3 separate regions of the Mus musculus genome follow, and all the other regions are linked to region 1. Evidence: chromatin contacts called from public HiChIP or PLAC-seq and promoter capture Hi-C data. All regions are on one chromosome and are shown on one strand. The core of a region is the stretch at or near the end of the contact, and the rest is flanking DNA. Distances in the headings are between cores, read along the strand shown.

Region 1 (2,690 bases), core at 60-2,559:
CCTTGAAGTCGTAGAGATCTGCTTTTGCTTAGGGAGTGTGGAGATTATAGTGACGCCAGTAATTATCATAAGGAACACACAAAATCAGAGTTTATCTCTATTAAGGTAAAGCTGAAAAGCTACTTTTTTCCTGTCTTGGCCTTTGGAGAATTGACTTTTTGTATTTGACCATGTTCATCTTGCAGGTATCTATGGCTAAGGGGCACTTTAAATATTTAAATATTTATATGCATATGTACATGTATGGTTCTATGTGTATTTTATTGTGTCAATTCATAAATAATCATTATGTTGTCACAGCAGATGCTGTGAATTGTACCAATCTTTTTTTCATAATCAACGAGAAAGGCAGGGCTCTAGCTACACAGTCAGCAGCATCTTTGGTTTGGTGTGGTCTGTATTCTCATCTGTCTTTGAACTCCCTGACTCACAATGTTTGTGTTGGAAAGCCTACATCATACTTTCCCGCTTTGCTTTAAAAGTTTCTATACATTTTTTTTCTAGGTATAGCTTCTAAGGCCTCTGTCATCGTCAACTAATTTTAGTGTAGTCTCTGCTTTGCTCCTAGAATTTTATTAAATGCAGGAGGCCCCAGTTTCTACATACAGCGACCAGCTCTAGAGTCTTCAGGGCTGTAGCTCAAATCTAGCTCCCTCTGACTGATAGCTTTGTTCTTTCTCCAAGGTCCTTGCTCACGTTATTTTTCTTTGCTGCTGTAGCAACTAGGAAATGACATTCATTAAAAATATTTAGTGTGAAGCAGAGAATGGAGGAATGACCATCCAGAGACTGCCCCACGTGGGGATCCATCCCATAAACAACCACCAAAACCACACTATTGTGGTTGCCAACAAGAGCTTGCTGACAGGAACCTGATACAGCTGTCTCCTGAGAAGCTCTGCCAGTGCCTGACTCATGGCTCTAACTGTATATGTAGCAGAGGATGGCCTAGTTGGTCATCAATAGGTGGAGAGGCCCTTGGTCCTGAGTAGGCTCTATGCCCCAGTATGGGGGAATGCCAGGGCCAGGAAGCAGGAGTGGATGGGTTGGTGAGCAGGGGGAGGGGGAAAGGGATAGGGGATTTTTCAGAGGGGAAACAAGGAAAAGGGATAACATTTGAAATGGAAATAAAGAAAATATCTAATAAAAAAAAAAGAAAAAATATTTAGTATGTCTTTTTTTTTTTTTTTTGAAACAACAAAAACCATTTTTCGCCCTGGGTAAAACAGATTGAGGAGAAAAATACATCCAGCATGAACATAAAGTATATATCACACATCACAAAAGGATCCAGCTGGAAAATGCTTCGAGACACCACTTACTTTATTAAAATTGCAAGACGATGAAAATGGAAGCTTTTACATGTCTCCTTTCCTGTCAGAGCACGTGACCCCAGAGGAATGCCTGACATGGAAGGCAAGTAGCTTTCCTTGCTGGGTTTAGCTTCTGCTTTTGTTTGGTTTGGTTTGGCTTGGCTTGGTTATTGATTTACTTTTGTATTAAGAAGTTTCGCTATATTTTAGAACTAGGAATTTACATGGTGGACAGAAGTCAGCCTGGTTTGAGAGAAGGGATTGCGAGCTGGCAGGCCATTCAGCACTCACGGAAGGACAATGGTCAGGCACCAGTCTGCGGTCTGCGAGCACTTGAAGTATTGTGCTGAAAATAGAAGCAGGAAGGAACTAACTCTCTCCAATGTTCACTAAGCCGAGCAGCACAGGGCACACAGAGCCCACACAGCTTCTCTACCCTACACCCACGACCCTCCCAGCTTTTCTTTTGCTACAGTGCCTTTCTCACAAGAAGAAAGAAATGTGCATCGCTCACTTTCACAACTCTGTTGGGTCTGGGAAACACACATGTTACCCAGACCAACCTGATGAAATCAGAAGAGAAGTTCTTGCGCCTTCTGGGAAGAATTTCTTCCTCACGAAAGACATGCAAAGATAAATGCCCCCTCCCCCGTTTTGCAGGTTTCCAGATACGATATGATACCTGGGGCTCCAGCAGCACAGAATCGCACACACTGACCCGCCCAGATCTAGCAGCTGCTGAGAGACTCTCTAATCACTGCAGTTCCTGGTCTTGAAATCAAATAAGCATCTAGAGTGGAAGTTGTTTTCAGCTGAGTGTGCTGTTTCTGGAAGTCATGTCCATCCTAGCTGAACATCCTTGGGACAGGCACCACAGTATACCACGGTCATCTTGCTAGCCAAGCATTTTTAGAGAAAGATAACTTTGGCTCAGAAAGATTTGTCCAGAGTCTCCAAAGCTCTGGGAGAAAAGATGTCATGATTAGACTCTGGCTGTGCACCTGGGTATCTCCGGTCTTCTTTGCTTCGCACCACTCCATCCCTGACCTATTATTTAGACTGGAACAGTAGAGGCAGGGATATCTTTGTTCCGAGACTATGGAAGGCACTAGAAGAGATAAGAATTGGCAAAATAATAATAATGATGATAATAATAATAATAATAATAATAATAATAATAATAGGTGTATGACTTTAAAAATGAGACATGTTACATACAATTCTTTTAGAGTTACAATTATAATTAACTATGGGTAACAATGAACCCACTTACAAATAACTATGGGTTATGAATCTTCAGTAAGGATCTCTTTCCCAGTTCTCTTTTCCTTAGTTAACTGAAAGTCCAACAACTTAACTGGAATGGTTTTCAAATCT
Region 2 (2,690 bases), core at 102-2,601, 450 kb after region 1:
ACTATGGGGATAGAGAAGAATGCATCCTTGAGACCTAGAACTAAAAATGAGAGATCCCTGAGGTGATAGTGGAAAGAAGCAGGTAAGGGTTAGCCACACAGGATGGAGAGGAACCACTGCAGAATTAAGAAACTGGAGATCTTGAACCAGGTGATAGGTCCTATGGTTGTTTTTATTTTTTAACAGCAGTATAGGGGTGTTAAAAGACTTCTGACTGTCGAGTTAGAGGTCCTGTGTCCAAGCTTGGCCCTAATGTCAGGGTAGCACTGAGAAAAGAAACGGATCATCAAAAGATGTTTACCTTCTGGGTTTTCAGGCTCTAGATTAATATATTGTAAGAGGGCCTTTGTAAGGTGCTCTAAAAATTTGAGATAGTTTTTCTGTTTGTTCTGAATGACTTTGGAGGTACATCTCCTAGGCTATTCTAGACACTATCAAGTTGTTAATGAAAATTTCCATCAGAGAATTAATAAAAAATAAAGTGAAAGAGTCTCTAAAAAACTTAGAGGAATCATACAGAATACACATAAATGGACATATCCAAACAAATCATGTAGAATTTTTTTAAAATCCAAAGTAGGAAATGAAAAATTGGGGGCAGTCTTTTTGCAGAACAATTGATATAATGAGGGAGAGCTGAGGAGTAGTTTAGTGAGATAGTGCCTCCCAAGCAGGAGTGAGAACTTGGGTTTGATCTCCAGTACCAGTAGCCAACAACAATAATTGTTATAACTACATTCACAACTACAAGTTATAATAGGTGGGAAAGAAATTAAAACAACAAAAATAGAGAAAACCATTGTGAAGGATGTGGCTCTTGTCACTCTGTGGCCGACTTCCTCTTTGTTGACTATAGAGAAATCACAGAGGCAAGACTGATACCCTGATTTAGACAGTTCTTGTGGTTTGTGAAACAGGAAAAGACCAAGAGTCCCTTCTGTCAGCTGCTAGGGTTAGAAGAGGGGCCAATACTGAAGGTTATTTCATTGTTTTACAATTGGATGGATTGTTATTAGTGTTCAGAATTCAAGGCAAGAGACAGTCCCACAAAGAACAAGTTCAAATCCCACCAGTCCCTGCTAAATAAAGAATCAAAGGAGTGGAAATTTTTGCAGAAGAAAAGTTAAGAATTACCAAATTGGATGTATTGAAGGAATGATAGAAGGAGCACTAAAGAGTTTAAAAGAAAGAGCAGTAAAATTTTTTATAAATATTTTATAAAGCACATTCAGGGAAGAGCTATATGTCCAAATTTAAAAAAAAAATAATTGCTTAATGATAAGCTCCTTAAAGAGTTTCAAGAAATAGGAACCTCAGGACAAAGAGAGAAGTGGGGACACATGTCTCACGTGGGTAGCTGATGAAAGGCTGGAGGCTTTCAGAGCTTGGGGGTGGGAAATGGATGCTAGGGATGTGTAGCAGCAGGTAGGGATGAGCAGGAATGGAGTGGCAGGGCCAGGAAAAACAATAGCAACCACCTTCCTGTGGAATAGTGTAAGAGAGAGCGCTCAGAGATGCTAGGTGGAAGAGTGGGAGAAGGGTATAGAGGGCAGGCAGATGTAGTATTTACAGAAAGATTTCAAACACTAAAAACCATCCGCGCCCAGTCCCCCTGTTCACACAGAGACATAGCCATGTTCTCCCACCACTGCATACTGCATGTCCGGCAACATCCTTTCCTCTTGCTCTTTGTTTTAATGGTTTTCCTTTCAGTCATGACTTCTTGGGAAACAAATCTCCAAGGTGGATCACAGCAAGGTAGATCATGCCATGCTGAAGTATGTTTGGGTTACCAAGATTCTCTCAATCATGATCATAATGTAATAAACCACACCCCCTCCACTGTGCTGTATTATTCCCTGGAACTGTAACTATAGCTTTAGGTATGCTATTTCTAATCCCTATCTAGGTAGACACTGCCATAACACAGGCACAGTAAACTCGGCTTTATTGATAAGCCACCTGAGTTCCAAAGGGCCTTTGTGAAGACTGCATTACACACCTCAGAATGATGAAGAATGGAGCCTGATCCCTGTGGCTCTGAAGGACTTTTTCTCTTCCAGCATACTGACCTGTCATTCTCGCCTTTTTCGATTGCCTTGCATATTATAATTACTTTTTCACACCTCTTACTACACAGTTCGTGCAACCCTTCCAGGTTGGGAATGAGAATTCAGCCTTGTTTCTCCAATGCCAAATATAATGCATGATCAATATTTGTCAAATGTTTTTTTATATGTAAAATGGAAAAAACAATCAAGGGGCGGTGAGACGCCTCAGCAGGTAAGGGTGCTTCCCATCCAATGTGAACAATCTGAGGTCAATACCAGAACTCAAGTGATAAGAGATTACTGACATGCAAAAATTCACACATTTAGTCTATCAATGTAAAAATAATAGTAATAATAATAAGGTTTCATTATATATGAATGAACAAATGAACAAGAGGTTTCCATGGTGAGCATGTAAACAGCACAGAGACTATTCACTATGTAATTATAGCATACATAATCACATTAAGCTCTAAAACTCTCGCTTGCTCGCTAACCTATCCTTTTAAACTGCTTTACAAATAGAACACACAAATGTGACATATATACACACATACATATATTCCTAAGGAAAAATATATACGTGTGCGTGTATATAGATATATGTATATATGTATATATATGTATAACTCCAAGACC
Region 3 (2,690 bases), core at 55-2,554, 330 kb before region 1:
TCAAACTCTTGAACAGTATATCCCAAATTACTGGCCCCAAATATTTTTCTATATGCTTTTACCTTAATGTAAAGAATACATATTCTTTCTCAGTATTTATTTATGAAGAATCTAGAATCCTCTTATCATTTCATGTATAGCTTATAGGGGAGAGATTTTGTATTTTATTTGACCATATGATTCTTTATGACTCTTTATGTTTCTCCTAAAAAATATTTCTTTTCCTACACACTCTTTCCTACAAACCTTCATTAGAGACTGGGTAATTCTGAATAGATGTATCATGTTTTCTTGGTCTTCATTTTTTAGTTCATTTACTTCCACCTAAGGAAACAAACACACAAAAAATGGACTATTTCATACCCTGCACATTAAATACAAGCACTCTTCCAGTTATAGCATTCAATGATTTCAAGAAGCAATTTCAATTCATGACATTGTACATCAGGCTCTGTGTACAAATCATTTATTAAGTACCTTGGATAAAGATATCAATAATTTATCTGCTAACTCTTCTTGCCGTGGCAGGTCATCTGGATCAACTTTGATTAATTCTTTCCACTTTATATTAGGTGGCATCTTGAATTCTTTCACTGTCTCTCAGCCTCTACAAAGAAGCAGGTGGATTTTAGCATTTTCAAGGAAAATGGCCTTGCAGTGTTTACATGATCATGAGCGGTCTTACTTAACTCTCTAGGTGCTGGCTAAGAGCTATGGCTCCTGAACTGCAAAACAGATGCAGAGGCAAACAGCCTCGACGAAAATTAGTTCCCCTGACACAGGCTATACGATAATGTACACGCTAAATTATTATTTTCTTGCTAAGACGAATTCGGAGCTAAAACCCCGAGGCCCCTTTTCCAAGTCCCCTACCATCAATGATGGTACCAACTCCCAAGATGTTTGGAAGTTTTTGAAAACCTTCTGAGGAAAGGGGACCAGAGGATTTTTAAAGTAGATAAAAAGACTGAGCTAAATGAAGTGTTTGCGGAATCAAGCTCAATCAGGGAGGCCGAGACGACACTGCAGACAAGAGCGACAGAGGTCTGGATAGGTAGGGCTGCACCCTGTCCCTCGGGATTACGATCCTGTGAACGACACTAAGCGGCTCCGGCTCACGAGGATCCACCCACCGAAACCAAGACCTGCCACCAGCAGCAGTCACTCATCTACAGCGACCACCTCCGGGTTCGGCCACCGCCCCGGCCTCACGCTTCCCAGAGCGGTCCTCGCGCACTCAGGCTGCTCCCGCCAACTCTTCCCGACCGAGCCGAAGCGGCGCCGGCTGCTAGGCGACACCACTCCCCGCCCCCCAGCCTGCCAAGACCGGAACTAGGCCCCGGGATACCTGGGAAGACTACATTTCACGACCCTGGAAAAAGCTTTACGGCTCTATTTCCCCTCCAAGCCCTCCTTACTGTGGATGAGGGAGAGCCGTGAGATGAGGACTCTACGTCCCAGAGTGCAGTTCGGCGTCGCGGCTGTGCATCCTGGGATTGGAAGTTTTTGGGAAGAGCGGCGCGTTCCCGGCGTGCAATGCGGGAGTCTGCGGCCGCCCTGGAAGAGCTGGGGGAAGGCTCGGGAGGCGGGAGGAGCGGCTGCTAAGGTGCGGCCGCCCCGGAGTCCGAGCGTGGCAGGCTATGACTGTGTTTTCTGCGGAGTCCTTCTCCGGTCCACCATCCCAGAAGCTTTCCTGAACCGTCTCCTGGCGGAGCCGCCCTCAGGTGAGGTCGGGGCGTGTCAACCCACAGCCAGGAGTAGCTCAGGGAACCTTTGCGTTTTTAGGGAAGCGCTAGCTTGGGGCTGCCGAAGGGCTGGCGGATCTTGCAGAGGTTTGGGAAAGAGTCCTCCGGCTACTCAGGTAGGTGCGAGGGGCTCCCAGTTAGTGGCTTCCCTAAGAGGGGAGTCAATAAAAGTTTCCAGCCTCCTTGGTGTCTGGGAAAGTGGAGCGCCCCCACCCCCACCGCACCCCCTGAGTTCACGCTCTGGTTGAGTGAAGAAGGAGCGTCAAGATGGGGCAGCCTCCTGCAGCAGCTTGCGGATTGTAGTGCTTATTAGGTTAATAAGAGTGGAGTGAAGGCCAAGGAAAGAGGAGCCTTAGTGCGCCCAAGGCTCTTAAGCCGGGCTGGAGGGAGGGAGGAGGGCCATGCCAAGCGATGGCATTTTGCTGTCATTTGCTGGGTACCAAGGGAGTTCTTGGGGGAAAGTGCCTTCTCCTTCTCAGATGTTAATCTTCTTACTCAGGGAACTGTTGCCAAATGCACAGCTATTCTACACCAGCAGGTAACTTTAGGAGCTGTAAGCATCTATTTGAAAGAGTGCGTCTCGTATATATGTATGAATGTATGTATGTATGTATACGTGGATAGATATATAAGGTACTTATACATATCATACATAATAGATATTAAGTAATTAAAAGAAAAATGTAGACAGTTACATTTTTCTTTTGAAAAGATTTCTGCGGTTGAGAAAAACAAATAGCACAAAAAAATGGTATTTGAAACAAATTTTAAAGACGTTCTTCAGATTTGTAGGCCTGATTGCAGTGTTTGCTTTATTTCTAAATACTGTTTAGTTTTGGAATTATTCTTTGTGGAGATACAGCAGTATTATCCGCATTGTCCATCTAAGAGATTGAAGCTCGGAGAGGTTAAACGCTGTTTTCTTATTTAATGTGATGAACACAA

The links. Promoter capture Hi-C pulls out the DNA fragments that hold promoters and counts their contacts. HiChIP or PLAC-seq counts read pairs in DNA pulled down with a chosen protein or histone mark.
Region 2: an H3K4me3 HiChIP or PLAC-seq map of microglia shows a contact between it and region 1, with 7 times the contacts expected there. The contact joins two enhancer-like sites. A contact is called at or near these places in 1 of 15 datasets of contacts at CTCF or cohesin (the NIH/3T3 cell line), 1 of 484 Hi-C or Micro-C datasets (bone marrow-derived macrophages) and 4 of 115 datasets of contacts at active chromatin or transcription factors (cardiomyocytes, embryonic stem cells and microglia).
Region 3: a promoter capture Hi-C map of the C10 cell line shows a contact between it and region 1, with 5 times the contacts expected there. The contact joins the promoter of Cep290 here to the enhancer-like site in region 1. A contact is called at or near these places in 1 of 39 promoter capture datasets (the C10 cell line), 1 of 15 datasets of contacts at CTCF or cohesin (pro-B cells), 6 of 484 Hi-C or Micro-C datasets (the HL-1 cell line, embryonic stem cells, extraembryonic endoderm stem cells and 1 more) and 5 of 115 datasets of contacts at active chromatin or transcription factors (the SCID.adh cell line, embryonic limb bud, embryonic stem cells and 1 more).

Annotation. Positions count from the first base shown.
Region 1 is chr10:100,159,385-100,162,074 of GRCm38.p6, reverse strand. No RefSeq gene overlaps it. Among named protein-coding and RNA genes, the nearest start is that of Gm35533, 17 kb to the right of the region's middle. Within about 2 kb of position 1,309, at least 65 of the 459 cell types and tissues checked have an H3K27ac peak or open chromatin away from gene starts, as enhancers often do. A contact at or near this core is called in the HL-1 cell line, bone marrow-derived macrophages, microglia and 1 more, where this site is marked.
Region 2 is chr10:99,709,957-99,712,646 of GRCm38.p6, reverse strand. No RefSeq gene overlaps it. Among named protein-coding and RNA genes, the nearest start is that of Gm35206, 48 kb to the left of the region's middle. Within about 2 kb of position 1,351, at least 14 of the 459 cell types and tissues checked have an H3K27ac peak or open chromatin away from gene starts, as enhancers often do. A contact at or near this core is called in bone marrow-derived macrophages and microglia, where this site is marked.
Region 3 is chr10:100,486,196-100,488,885 of GRCm38.p6, reverse strand. It overlaps Cep290 (centrosomal protein 290), which reads right to left and starts at 1,304. Exons shown (of 54, transcript NM_146009.3): 1 at 1,134-1,304; 2 at 478-607; 3 at 247-324. The coding sequence starts at 579. Tmtc3 (transmembrane and tetratricopeptide repeat containing 3) reads left to right here and starts at 1,539. Exons shown (of 14, transcript NM_001110013.1): 1 at 1,539-1,724.